2 separate regions of the Oryctolagus cuniculus genome follow, and region 1 is linked to region 2. A link is a contact called in public Hi-C data. All regions are on one chromosome and are shown on one strand. Each heading gives the region's core, a stretch centred on a gene start, on an enhancer-like site or on the middle of the called end of the contact. The rest is flanking DNA. Distances are from core to core; before and after follow the strand shown.

Region 1 (5,747 bases), core at 1,752-4,251, 76 kb before region 2:
TGACATGTGGTAAACATTTAACAAAAGTCAGTGTTTAACATTGTTGGTATTAATAAATAATAATATTTTTTTTGAGAACAAGACACAATGAGTTTTAATAAACGTTTACCAGAGGACACACTCATGGTTGCATTTCTGATCATGTGTTGGTAACATTGCAGGAGTCTGTGGTTCTGAACTCTTTGATTCTTGTCTCAGACCATGGAGAATGAAGATCATGGACAAGGAAGGGCAGGCACAGAAGCAAAGTTTATTGAAGAAAGAGAAAGCCCTTGGGCCAGCGCCGCGGTTCACTAGGCTAATCCTCTGCCTGCGACGCCGGCACCCCGGGGTTCTAGTCCTGGTCAGGGCCCCGGATTCTGTCCCTGTTGCTCCTCTTCCAGGCCAGCTCTCTGCTGTGGCCCGGGAAGGCAGTGGAGGATGGCCCAAGTGCTTAGGCCCTGCACCCTCATAGGAGACCAGGAGGAAGCACCTGGCTCCCGGCTTCGGATCGGCACAATGCGCCGGCTGTAGTGGCCACTTGGCGGGGTGAACCAACGGAAAGGAAGACCTTTCTCTCTGTCTCTCTCTCTCTCACTGTCTAAATCTGCCTGTCAAAAAAAAAAAAAAAAAAAAAGGAGAACGTCCTCACGTGAGGAACGGGTCTCCAATGGAGTGAGGGAAGCTGGCTCAGGGTTTAAATCCTTTGGGCTATGAGGAAGCTTGTACAGGGTCTTGTAAACTTGTCATTTAGCCATAGGTGACTTTCTCATTGCTGGGGAGTTGATATCTGGAGCTATACAAGTCCAGCTGTAACCACGTCTTGCTTTGTTTTCCGTTTCTCTGTCTTGATTTTGAGTAGTGAGGTATTAATAATTAGTTCATGAAAGAATTCATGAGCGAGGAGTGGGGTCTATAATATACCGACAACTGGGAAAGGCTTAAGAAAGAATGGTGAGCACCAAGTGCTAACAGTTGTCTTGGCCCTTGCAGGGTGGGCCTGGGGATAAGGGTTGTCAGCAGAGGCAGAGCAAGTGCCACCCCTGCCGACAGGTGCCCCACTGCACAGGGGCTGCATGGCCACCCTGCACCTGCCTTAGCAAATACCCTTGCTGCCTAATCAGTGGCAAGTGTCCGATTCCTGCTACTCCACAGCTCCTCCTAAATCCTGGTTTGGGACTACAATTAGAACACACACACACACACATACACACACACTCACAGAGGAACGAAGTGAACTTGCAGGTGGGAAGTTAGTTACAGTCCTCATTCTACAACTCAACTACTGTACACCATGAGTACAGTTTCTCCATCAATTAAAAATGAGGAAAGTCACTTATTTGCCTCTTTCAAGCACTTACTTGGATCAAATGAGGCAAGGGAGGGGAAGGGTCTTTAGGGACTCCTACTAAAGCCAGGAAGAGGTCTGTGTCCACCCAGGATGGAGTCACTCACCAGCTGCCCCTGAGTGATGTACTTCTTCCACCAGAGGTACGGACGCATGGATGGCACGGAGGACAGACCATAGTATGAGTACATGAGGACGTGGATGAAGCTGTTAAGTGTGGCACCAAAATAAGCTGCAGGAACACATGGAATTTGGGGAAGAAGATGCAACAGTATTTTATATAACAGACAAAAAGGGCAAGATTCTTGTTTTAAGAAATTTATGTGGCTGACATTGTGGCACAGCAGGTTAAGCCACTTGTGATGCTGGTATCCCATATCAGAGTGCTGGTTTGAGTCCAGGCTGCTCTATTTCCAATTCTGCTTCCTGTTTTTTTTTTTTTTTTAATTTTTTTATTATTATTATTTTTTAATTTTTTGACAGGCAGAGTGGACAGTAAGAAGAGAGACAGAGAGAAAGGTCTTCCTTTTTGCCGTTGGTTCACCCTCCAATGGCTGCCGTGGCCGGCGCGCTGCAGCCAGCGTACCGCACTGATCCTATGGCAGGAGCCAGGTACTTCTCCTGGTCTCCCATGGGGTGCAGGGCCCAAGTACTTGGGCCATCCTCCACTGCACTCCCAGGCCACAGCAGAGAGCTGGCCTGGAAGAGGGCAACTGGGACAGAATCTGGTGCCCCGACCGGGACTAGAACCCGGTGTGCCAGTGCCGCAAGGTGGAGGATTAGCTTAGTGAGCCGGGGCGCTGGCCTCTGCTTCCTGTTAATGTGCCTGGGAAGGCAGTGGATGATGGTTCAAGTAGTTGGGTCTTGCCACCCATGTGGAAGACCTGGATGGAGTCCCAGTATTCTGGCTTCAGCCTGTTCCAGCCCAGGCCATTGTGGCCATCTGGGGAATGAACCAGCAGGTGGAAGATGTCTTTCTGTCTCTCTTGCTCTGTCTTTCAAATAAATAAACAAATTTTCTAAGATTACTTATTTATTTATTTTTAATTACAGAGACAGAGAGACATTTTTCATCTGCTGGTTCACTCACCAAATACTCATAACAGCCAGGGCTGAACCAAGCTGAAGTCAGGAGGCTGAAACCCAATCCAGGTCTCCCATGTGGGTGGCAGGGACCCAAGTACTAAGGCCATTACCTGCTGCCTCCCAGGGTGCACATTAGCAGGATGCCAGAACTGGAAGCAGAGCCACGACTCAAATCCAGGCAACTCTGATATGGGATACAGGTGTCCCACACAGTATCTTAATCACTATGCCAGATAGCAGCTCCCAACATTCTCTTTGAATAGGATGTTTTTGAACGGGGGCTGACAAACACTGCCGCCCCAAGCACTGCATAGGTGTGTAATGAGAAGTCAACTTCCACTTTGGCCGGCAGCCATCAATCAGGATGCTCTTTTAGCTCAGAGGTCAGCTGGAGCTGCCAGGTGGGCATCTGACACAGCAGCCATGGTACCACCTGCCCTCTCTGGCACCTGCAGGCTTTGCTGTCAGAGTTTGAGCAACTTCCAGAGGCAGCTGCTTCTCTTTCCACACCCAACTGCCTCAGCTGTGCTACTCTGCAGGCTGGGGAAGGCAGCCAACGGGCAGCGTGCTCAAAGCTGGCTGTTTGCACACATTTGCTGAGGCTGGGAGAGGCCTCTGAAGTCACCTCCTGTTATTCTCCTGGACTGCAGTGCTGAGGTCATACAGTTTTATTAATAGAGCCCAGTCCCTCAGGGATAAAAGATCTCTCTTGTCACATGATTTTCAATTTCTAGTAGAACCACAAATTCTTTTTTTAGATTCTCTGCCCTCCTCCCTGACAGTAAGCAACCAAACAAAGCTATCCTGCTTTTCCCTCTGCAGTTGGAGGTGCACAGATCAGTGTCAGGGAACAAGCTTCCACTCCGAGCTATGACAGCACCTTGGCCCTGTGCCCTTGGATGAGCGGGGTCCATTCTCTGGTTCAGATTCTTATGGGCCTGGTGGGACTAGTTACAATCTGTCATCCTGCAAGTTCTCTACAAACTTAAAGCACTCCTTGAATGTGAGGAGGCGCTGTTTCTACTGAATGTTGGTTGGGTTAGCTCAGCCACAGTCATGAAGTGTGATGAAAGGGAAAAACCACTAGGGGTGGGAACCTGGAGCCCAAGCTCTACCAACCCTTCCAGGGTCTCAGCTTCCTCCCAAGCGCAGAGGAGCTGTATGGGGAAAGTCCTGACAATTTAGCCTTTGAAAACCAAGGCTTAAGACAATAAGCTTCAAGACTCTAACAGAAGTGTTCCAGAAACCATATGGAACCTTACAGAATTTACACCAAACTTTAGTGCTTGTCACATATAGACACCCTGACAACTAGACTTCATTAGACTAAATGGAAATGTCCTGGTATATGACTTGGCAAAAGTATTTGACAGTCAGTTTCTTTTCCTGGCAATCGCTCCAAGGTGTGATTCCTCCTTCCTGGTCTGCAGCACTTTGACACCATAAAGTCAGGAGGATTTAGAAAGAACCTGGAACAGCTGCCCTCTATGACGAAAATGCTGTGTCTATTTCTCAGTATTCCCCTGGCTGGTTATCTCTCTTATCTCCTCCTTCAGGCAAAGGATGTTTACGCAACCAGCAAAAGGTCTTCCGAGCGCGAGCCACACAAACTCTCATTAAAAGCAATCTGGACATAGAGTTCAAATTCCTGACTTAGAAATCAACAAAGAAGCACCTTTCCTGAAAGCCCTGGTTGGAACTCAGCACATCTGCTCACCCCTGTTCCCCAAGCCCCCTTGTCTCCAGTACTCACAGTGGCCACAGGGGACCCAGTTCATCACAAACCACCAGATGTTCAGCATGGAGGCGTGGTGGTAGACATGCAGCACGGTGATCTGATGGTTGTTCTTGCGCAGGATGAAGAAGAAGGTGTCCATGAACTCTATCAGTTTGGAGAAATAGTACCACCACAGGACACGGATTATCTAAGAGGAAAGGGTCAAAGATTGAAGGCTCATCCTCCATGCTGCTCTGGGACATCTCAGAGCTGTTTCGCTAACATCCCAAGATCCAATGCCAACTGGGAGCAGCCCAAGCACCCTACTGCCTTCTAATGTTCTTGAGCAGTGGGGAGCTCCTGGCATTCAAAGTGCCTTTTAAAATATACCATGAGGTGGGTGAGGGCAGCTGAAAGGACAACCTGGGAAGTTTTAAAAGGCCCCCTGACACCCTTAAAGACTAACAAAAACAGGAAGCTCAGGGTTTAAAACCTTGATGTTGGTGTATTCCCTCTGGAAATAGTCTGCAGAGCTACTATTACAGAAAAACTACCTGAAAGATGCATCTGATGCCAGGGACTTTGCATAGAGCAGGTGACAGGAAGCACAGAAGAAAAGAATCAGACCTGCAGGGTCAGGACCCTGCCCAGTTAAATATGCCAAACAGGTGCTCTAAGAAAATGACTGCCCATGCCGAGTTGACAGACTTCATTAAAAATTTTTTTTGAGTGAAGTTGGATTCCATGTTTAACATCACTGCTCAGAGAGTATTTATAAGAATGATTAAAATATTTTAAGAGATTGTTCTCATGAGTCCATTTATGTAACTTGAACACAAATAACAATAAATGCAGATTTTTCCCTTCAACCATTAACAGGAGTTATTTTTCCAAAGGGGAAAGCTTTACTTTTCATTTTGTACCTTTCACATTATTCAATTTTCATGTTGCTTTTTTCCTATTCTTTTACAAAGTGTCAACAGGAATTACCTGGGCAGTGAGGTTCTGATCCATGTTGTCTTTTGTACAATTTCTTTATTTTAAAAGCCACGCAACCACATACAAATCACAAATACTCTTCAACAAGAGACAGCCAGTACCTTCATGTCCGATTCGCCCGCGCTGCGTGTGCCCTGACAGAAGAAGTTGTATCTGCCTTCCCATACTCCAGTAACTAACTGAAAAAGAGGGAAAAGCGTCAGCAACCACAGACAGCCCAACTGCATTCAATGCCATTTGTTTCAGGGTCTGTGACAATGCACTTGGGGCTCTGCTAGGCTAGGTCTGCTTTAAGGGAGAATGTACTTGTAGGGACATGTGACCAAAGGGGAAGTCTGCATGAGTGCAGCCTCACTTCCACAGGGGTGGGCACGTCCACACACTGAGTGGGGACCTGGGAGGCACTCCCAGCCTGCTCTCTTCACAGGCTCTCCTTTCTCACACCGCCACTGCAGTGTCCCGAGTTCATTACTCCTTCAACCAACGCAGTGTTGGGTCCCCCAGCAGCCTGGAGCCACTTTCCCTGTCAGTGCTCCTCAAACTCCAGAGGGCAGTATTGGACCCACTTGCAGGGCAAGTAACAGCCCAGCCCATGGGGGTGGGGGACTGGATCGGGTT
Region 2 (6,144 bases), core at 188-2,687:
CGGGGCGCGAAGGATTAATCAAGCGCTATGATGTCATGTGGCCCCGCAGCCAATCGTGGGGCGGTAGAACTTTCGTGATTGTAAATTCCAGGGTCCGATGCGGTGGGGAGCCGAGGCCGGGGTTGGTCCCCGCGGGTTCACGTGTCTCGGGGCGATTTTATCCCCCTTTCTTCCGAATAAGCCTGCGTGGAACCGAGAGCCTGCGCATTAGCGGCAGTGAAGTTCCCCTTGCTCTGAACTCTTTGATTCTTTTGATCCCAGCGGTGGCAGGAGTCGGTGACCGCATTTGGGCGGCGGCAGCCCGCCCTCCGAACGGCCTCCACGGTCCTGAAGGGGATGTAGGTCTTGGTTTTACCTGAAAGGGTTAAATGTCTGCGGGAGACTACTGGAGGGAAGCAACAGCAACACACACACACACACAAAACCACAAAACTTGCTGCAGCCTCAGCTCCCTTAGGACAGAGTTACCCTGTTGTTTTTCCTGGGCGTTTTTTTTTTCTTTATTTGTCACTACCAGCTCCATTTCCGCTCAAGAAGTTACTCCAAAGACTTGTAAAAGGAGGGAACGTGGTGGAGTGAGTGATGCTTTTTTCGAAGAGGCAAGTTCTGCATTTAAGACAAAAGAGGCGCAGGGCACAAGCAGAGGAGTCTTGCAGTTTTTCACCGATATTTGGACTTATCCAAATAAGGCCTTCATCCTATTTCAAGCGTCAGAAATTTAGCTTTCTCATGTCCTTCCTTCTGTATTTCTACTACACCGTGTTCATCCATCCGTCAGCCATTTAATGCAGGCAAATCTATTCTTTCACCTATTTACAGTCTAATGTTTATCACGTGCCAGTGTGTCCCAGGCACTGAGCTATTGCGTTGGATAATCTAAATGTCTTCGTCACAGATAATTGGTATTGTTGCCTATTTGCCCTTCAACTCTGTAGACTGAATGTCTTCAGTTTACCAGACAATATATGCTAGGTGTTAGAAGTAAATAAAACGAAAATACTTCAAGGGCCCCCTCCACCTGTAAAATGACATACAGCTGGGAAAAATAATGCAGCCTGGTAAATGCTACAATAAAGTCCAAGAGTTACAGAACTTTGTTTCACTGGGCATGTGAAAAGCATAAGCTGGTGCCATAGAGATTTTGGTATCATATCTGCTTTGATCCCTCTTCCAACAGTTCAAAGCCAGGGCTGGTTCAGCTATCTGTCACCCTAAGTTCTGCCTTTCCGGGTTTAAAAGTTTCAGATTTTGTGTGGGATTCAAACAATCTCGAGTTTTATACCACAGTCAGTTGTTTGTATTGTATTCAATTGTCAGTTAAATGTTAAGCCCATGCTACTAAAATATCTGCATTTTTCTTTAATTATAGACATGTAACTTCAAGTTAATGTTAAATAGTAGATGACTTTTAATATAAAAATAAAGTTGTAATGTTTTCTTTCCATGGTGTCTTTTCCATACTCTGTGGCTAATGGCTCATAGTTGACTGATAGCATTGACCACTCTGCGTCATAGCTATCTACTGTTTTATCTCACTCAATCTCCTGGGTGCACGTACTCCATTGTTTTGGGTTGTAAATTCCATTGGAGGTTTATCTGTAGATTTTAGTGTGGTTCCCTCGGTTATAATAGGAACTCAATAAATACATTTTGTATGAATGAATGAAGTCCCTCACCATCACCATCCTCACCCTGGTGCTTCCATTCTCAGCTCCACATTCCAACTCTCAATCGGGTGGTCAAGTCCTAGGATTATTAATTCCTCTCAAACATTAAGTTAACAAGATCATGTTCTCATTCTTCCCTCAGCCAGAGACTTAGGATTCCCAAGACATAAATATGTCATTTGGAAGGAACTCCCCACTCCCTAATAGCTAACCGTACACCCTGGTGTGTGAAGTAATATGACCGTGATAGAATCACTCCAGATTTCAACGTCATGGCATTCACGGGTAAAGCCGCAAGAAAAGTGGTCAAACTGACATAACTGTGAGCATTCTTTCCAAATAAACCCAAAGAACACCTAGGATTCCATACCAGGCATACTGAGTAATGGAATTCAAGAAAGGTTTTATGGAGCATCAGAAGCAGACTCCAGGCCGGCCAAAATCTAAGGACTGTGCTGCAGCCGTCCTTGCCCCATTAACCCACCTTCCTGATAAGGAACACAGATAGGCTTGGTAACAAAACACTGTGGGAGTCCCCCAAGAAATGATATTTTGTTACCTTCGTTAGAGCTATTTTCTTCTTCTCTACCTCCTCCTTCTCTTTATTTATTCTTAAATTCTGCAGCATTCTAGCTGTTGCTGTTAGGTTTCATCAGTGGACCCAAATCTCCACACAATCTAAGTGTGTTAGAAGTTGGTATAGTATTGCTTTTGAGAAAAAAGTATGTAACATCCTGGGCATTTTATTGTTACAGCAGCTACAGTTGAATTCAAAAATACAATTGGAAGTTCCTTAGAATGCATTTCTAATTAATGAAACTGTTCTTTGATTAGGCAGTATTTGCATGACATTCGCCTTTGGATGTTTCAAAGTTGATTAAAATATAGGCCAAGTTATAAACTATTTTATGCAGATAATACACAGTCTCTGTTCCTTTTTTTTGTTTGTTTGTCCCTCTGTTGATACTTTTTTCCTTCTCTTCTAATTTTTATTTTCTGCTATCTTGCTGCCCTAAATTCCTATTGGCCTGCATTATCTTTACTGGAGGCAGAAGAGATTAAAGGCGGTGTCCTTTCCTCCTTAGATCTTGAGAGTCAGCTCCACACGTCCCTTGTTACTTTGCTGTTCCTCCTCTTGCTTCTACATGTTGGACAACATGTACTGTGGGTTATCTTGATTCTCATCCTTGAGTGTTCATCTTGATGACTATGTACTACCTGAAGGCATTGCCCAGGCCTGGCCTGCCATGTTGTTTTCTCAGTGCCTAGCAGAACTTCTAGAAATGGCAGATGCTCAAATATCTGCTGAAATAATGAACAATTTGGATTATTTCAGTCTCTTCCTCTATACATACTTTTATACTCTTCAGTGTTCCATCTGGGAGTGAATGAAAGATGAACAAGCTCTTCATTCTCAATTTTCTCTATCTACATCTGCTTCTCCTTTCATGCCTTTGAACTTTGTGTATGCACTGCTGACTCCCAAATATATTTCTCCAGCCCATACTTTCCCCTTGGACTCTAAATGCCTTTTAATGACTTCCCCTCTTGAATGTCTAAAAGGCATCTCAAACTAAGGATAATCAAAAATCAACTGATTTGCTCCCAAACTTGATTTTCCCATGATCTTCCCCAGATAGGTAAATGACAACTCCACCAATCCAGATTCTCAGGCCAAATGTCTTAGAGATGGGTTTAACTTTTCTCTTTTTCCCACCTCCTACTTCCAAGACATCAGTAAAACCCTACTATTTGACCTTCAAAATGTACCCAGGATGTTTACTTTTCATCATCTCTACCATAGCCACCCACTTTGTTACTTGTAGTTGTCCAGAATTTTGCAATAGTCCATTTTCTGTTTCTATAATAAAATATCTGAGACTAATTGATTCATAAAGAATAGAGGTTTCTTTAGCTCACAGTTCTGGAGGCTAGAAGTCTAAGATTGGGCATCTTGTGACACAACCTTTTGTTGTATGCATCATAACTTGGCAGAAAAACAGCAGGGTTAGCAAATAGGTGTGGTAGAGGGGCCTCCTTTATAACAATCTACTCTTGCAAGAAAGGCATTGATCCCACTTAAGGATGTAATCAACTCTTAAAGGTCCCTCTGCCAACACCGCCAAGATGACAATCAAATTACACCATGAGTTTTGGAGGGGACAAATTTTCCAAAGATACCTTATGAAGTTAGTGAAAAGTAGAATCAAAAGATGTTTATTTTGATACAAAACATTTTTGAAAATCCATGCATAGACGTGTTCAAACCATAGCCCCTACTAACTGAATGTGTCCTTCTACCTTTGCCTTCTACAGTCTTGGCTCACACCAGCAGTCAGAGTGATCCTTTTGCAAACCAAAGCCAAATTATGGCACATGTCTGTTTACCACCATCTATCAACTTCACATCCCATGGAGAGGAACAGTCAAATCTTTACAATGGTCTATAAGATCCTTCATGACTTAGCACCTTGCCATTTCTCTGGCCTTCTAAAGCTTCCCTGTTTTCCATCCACAATGACCTCTTTCTTATTCCTTGAACACCTGACTGCCTCAAGGACTATGCACTTACTAGTCCCTCAGGCCTCGAATGATCTAACCCAGAAACCTCCAAGATTAATATCTTTTGTTTCATTCTGTTCTCTGCATAAATGTCATCTCAGAGACTTTTCCGCTCTTCAGTTTTGCAACACCTCCCTCCCTGTCTCCCACATTGTAGAGATCTTTCACTCTGCTTAAGTTTTCTCCTTAGCATTTAATTCATATTATGGAAAAATCTATGTAAGGATTTAATGTTTTTGCACCAAAAGACACATATTTTCATTACATTTTCCCTCAAATGTTGGAAATCCTCTTGTATTACAGATTTACTTGTTAATATTTATCATCTCCTCCTTCCCCCACCCCAGTAAGCTGAGGGCACAAACTTTGCTTTGATCACTCTGTACGTCCAGACTTAGAGCACTGCCTGGCACCTAGTAAGAGCTAAATAAATATTGAATGGCTAGCAAATGAGTGAATAGAAAAGTTAAGTGCAAATCAGTAAAATACGTTTTTTTTTAAGGTACCGTTTGGTCAAAACTTGTCAAAGAGAAGAAAATATCAACTATAATAATTTGAAAAGTATTATCTATCGGTATCATGTTAATGAAAGTAAATTTCTCTTCCATCTTCCTGAAATATTAAAATCTGAAGAATTAACTTGTACCAAGAAAGTTAACCTTTTTAAGTGCTGTGAATAAAGACTGTGATTACAGTTATGATGAAAAGGAAACATTAGGTTTTAAATTGCGTGGGTTTGAGCTATCTTATTCTCTCTATAAATGCACTAGTTATCTTGAATACCAAGGACTTTCTCTAGAAATACAAATTATGGTGATATTTATTTTGATGATAAATAAAATTTGGTACCAATTCTTTCCTTTTTGGCTACTTATAAGTTCCTAAAATTTCATTTTATTCTTTCAACACCAAAATGAGATAAGAATATGGAGCTGAAGAAGAGTTAAGGGGTATACCTGAGACTATAAAGCCAATTAGTGCAGAATTAAGACTTGAACTAAAGTCTGTTCTCAACTACTTCAAATGCTAAGTTATGCTAAAGATAACATTTTAAACAAAGACAGACTCAACATTGCTGCTTGTCAGAACTTTTGTAACTTACTTATTCCATTCTATAGCATATTAATGAGCTAAATATTTTTAGGACATAGATAATTAAAATTTTAGCCAAAAGCCAGCAGTGCAGAGCTGGCAAAAAAGGAGCATGTTTGGATAAGGAGCATGTTTGGCTGAATTAATATATTCTGAAAGTAGTTTATTAGATGTTGGAACTGATGATACAGTACAGAATATGCTTTGCCCTAATCCTATCATTTATAAAACTGGTTCTCAAAAAAAATTAGTCATAAGTGATTGTCATTTTAGAACATGTGATGTTTTAATTATCTGTATAAGGAACCACAAAAGACCTTGTTTTTGTGCACTTGCAGTATTAGGCATGCTGTTACATATCAAACTTTTTTTTAAAGATTTATTTATTTTAGCCGGCGCCGCGGCTCACTAGGCTAATCCTCCGCCTCACGGTGCCGGCACACCGGGTTCTAGTCCCGGTCGGGGCGCCGGATTCTGTCCCGGTTGCCCCTCTTCCAGGCCAGCTCTCTGCTGTGGCCCGGGAGTGCAGTGGAGGATGGCCCAAGTACTTGGGCCCTGCACCCCATGGGAGACCAGGAGAAGTACCTGGCTCCTGCCTTCGGATCAGCGCGGTGCGCCAGCCACAGCGTGCCAGCCACAGCAGCCATTGGAGGGTGAACCAATGGCAAAGGAAGGCCTTTCTCTCTGTCTCTCTCTCTCACTGTCCACTCTGCCTGTCAAACAAACAAACAAACAAACAAAAAAAGAGATTTATTTATTTTTATTTGAAAGGCAGATTTACAGAGAAGCAGAGGCAGAGAGAGAGAGAGGTCTTCCATCCACT

What was found. Hi-C and Micro-C count contacts between places; a contact is called where the count stands out from the background.
Region 1: a Hi-C map of an unstated tissue shows a contact between it and region 2, with 2.4 times the contacts expected there. The contact joins the enhancer-like site here to the promoter of ELOVL5 in region 2. A contact is called at or near these places in 3 of 6 Hi-C or Micro-C datasets (ear pinna, psoas muscle and an unstated tissue).

The regions. Positions count from the first base shown.
Region 1 is chr5:116,512,150-116,517,896 of mOryCun1.1, reverse strand. ELOVL5 (ELOVL fatty acid elongase 5) reads right to left here. Exons shown (of 8, transcript XM_002714509.5): 4 at 5,231-5,308; 5 at 4,167-4,338; 6 at 1,435-1,559. Among named protein-coding and RNA genes, the nearest start is that of GCM1, 61 kb to the left of the region's middle. Within about 2 kb of position 3,001, at least 4 of the 8 cell types and tissues checked have an H3K27ac peak or open chromatin away from gene starts, as enhancers often do. A contact at or near this core is called in ear pinna, where this site is marked.
Region 2 is chr5:116,434,100-116,440,243 of mOryCun1.1, reverse strand. ELOVL5 (ELOVL fatty acid elongase 5) reads right to left here and starts at 1,437. Exons shown (of 8, transcript XM_002714509.5): 1 at 1-1,437.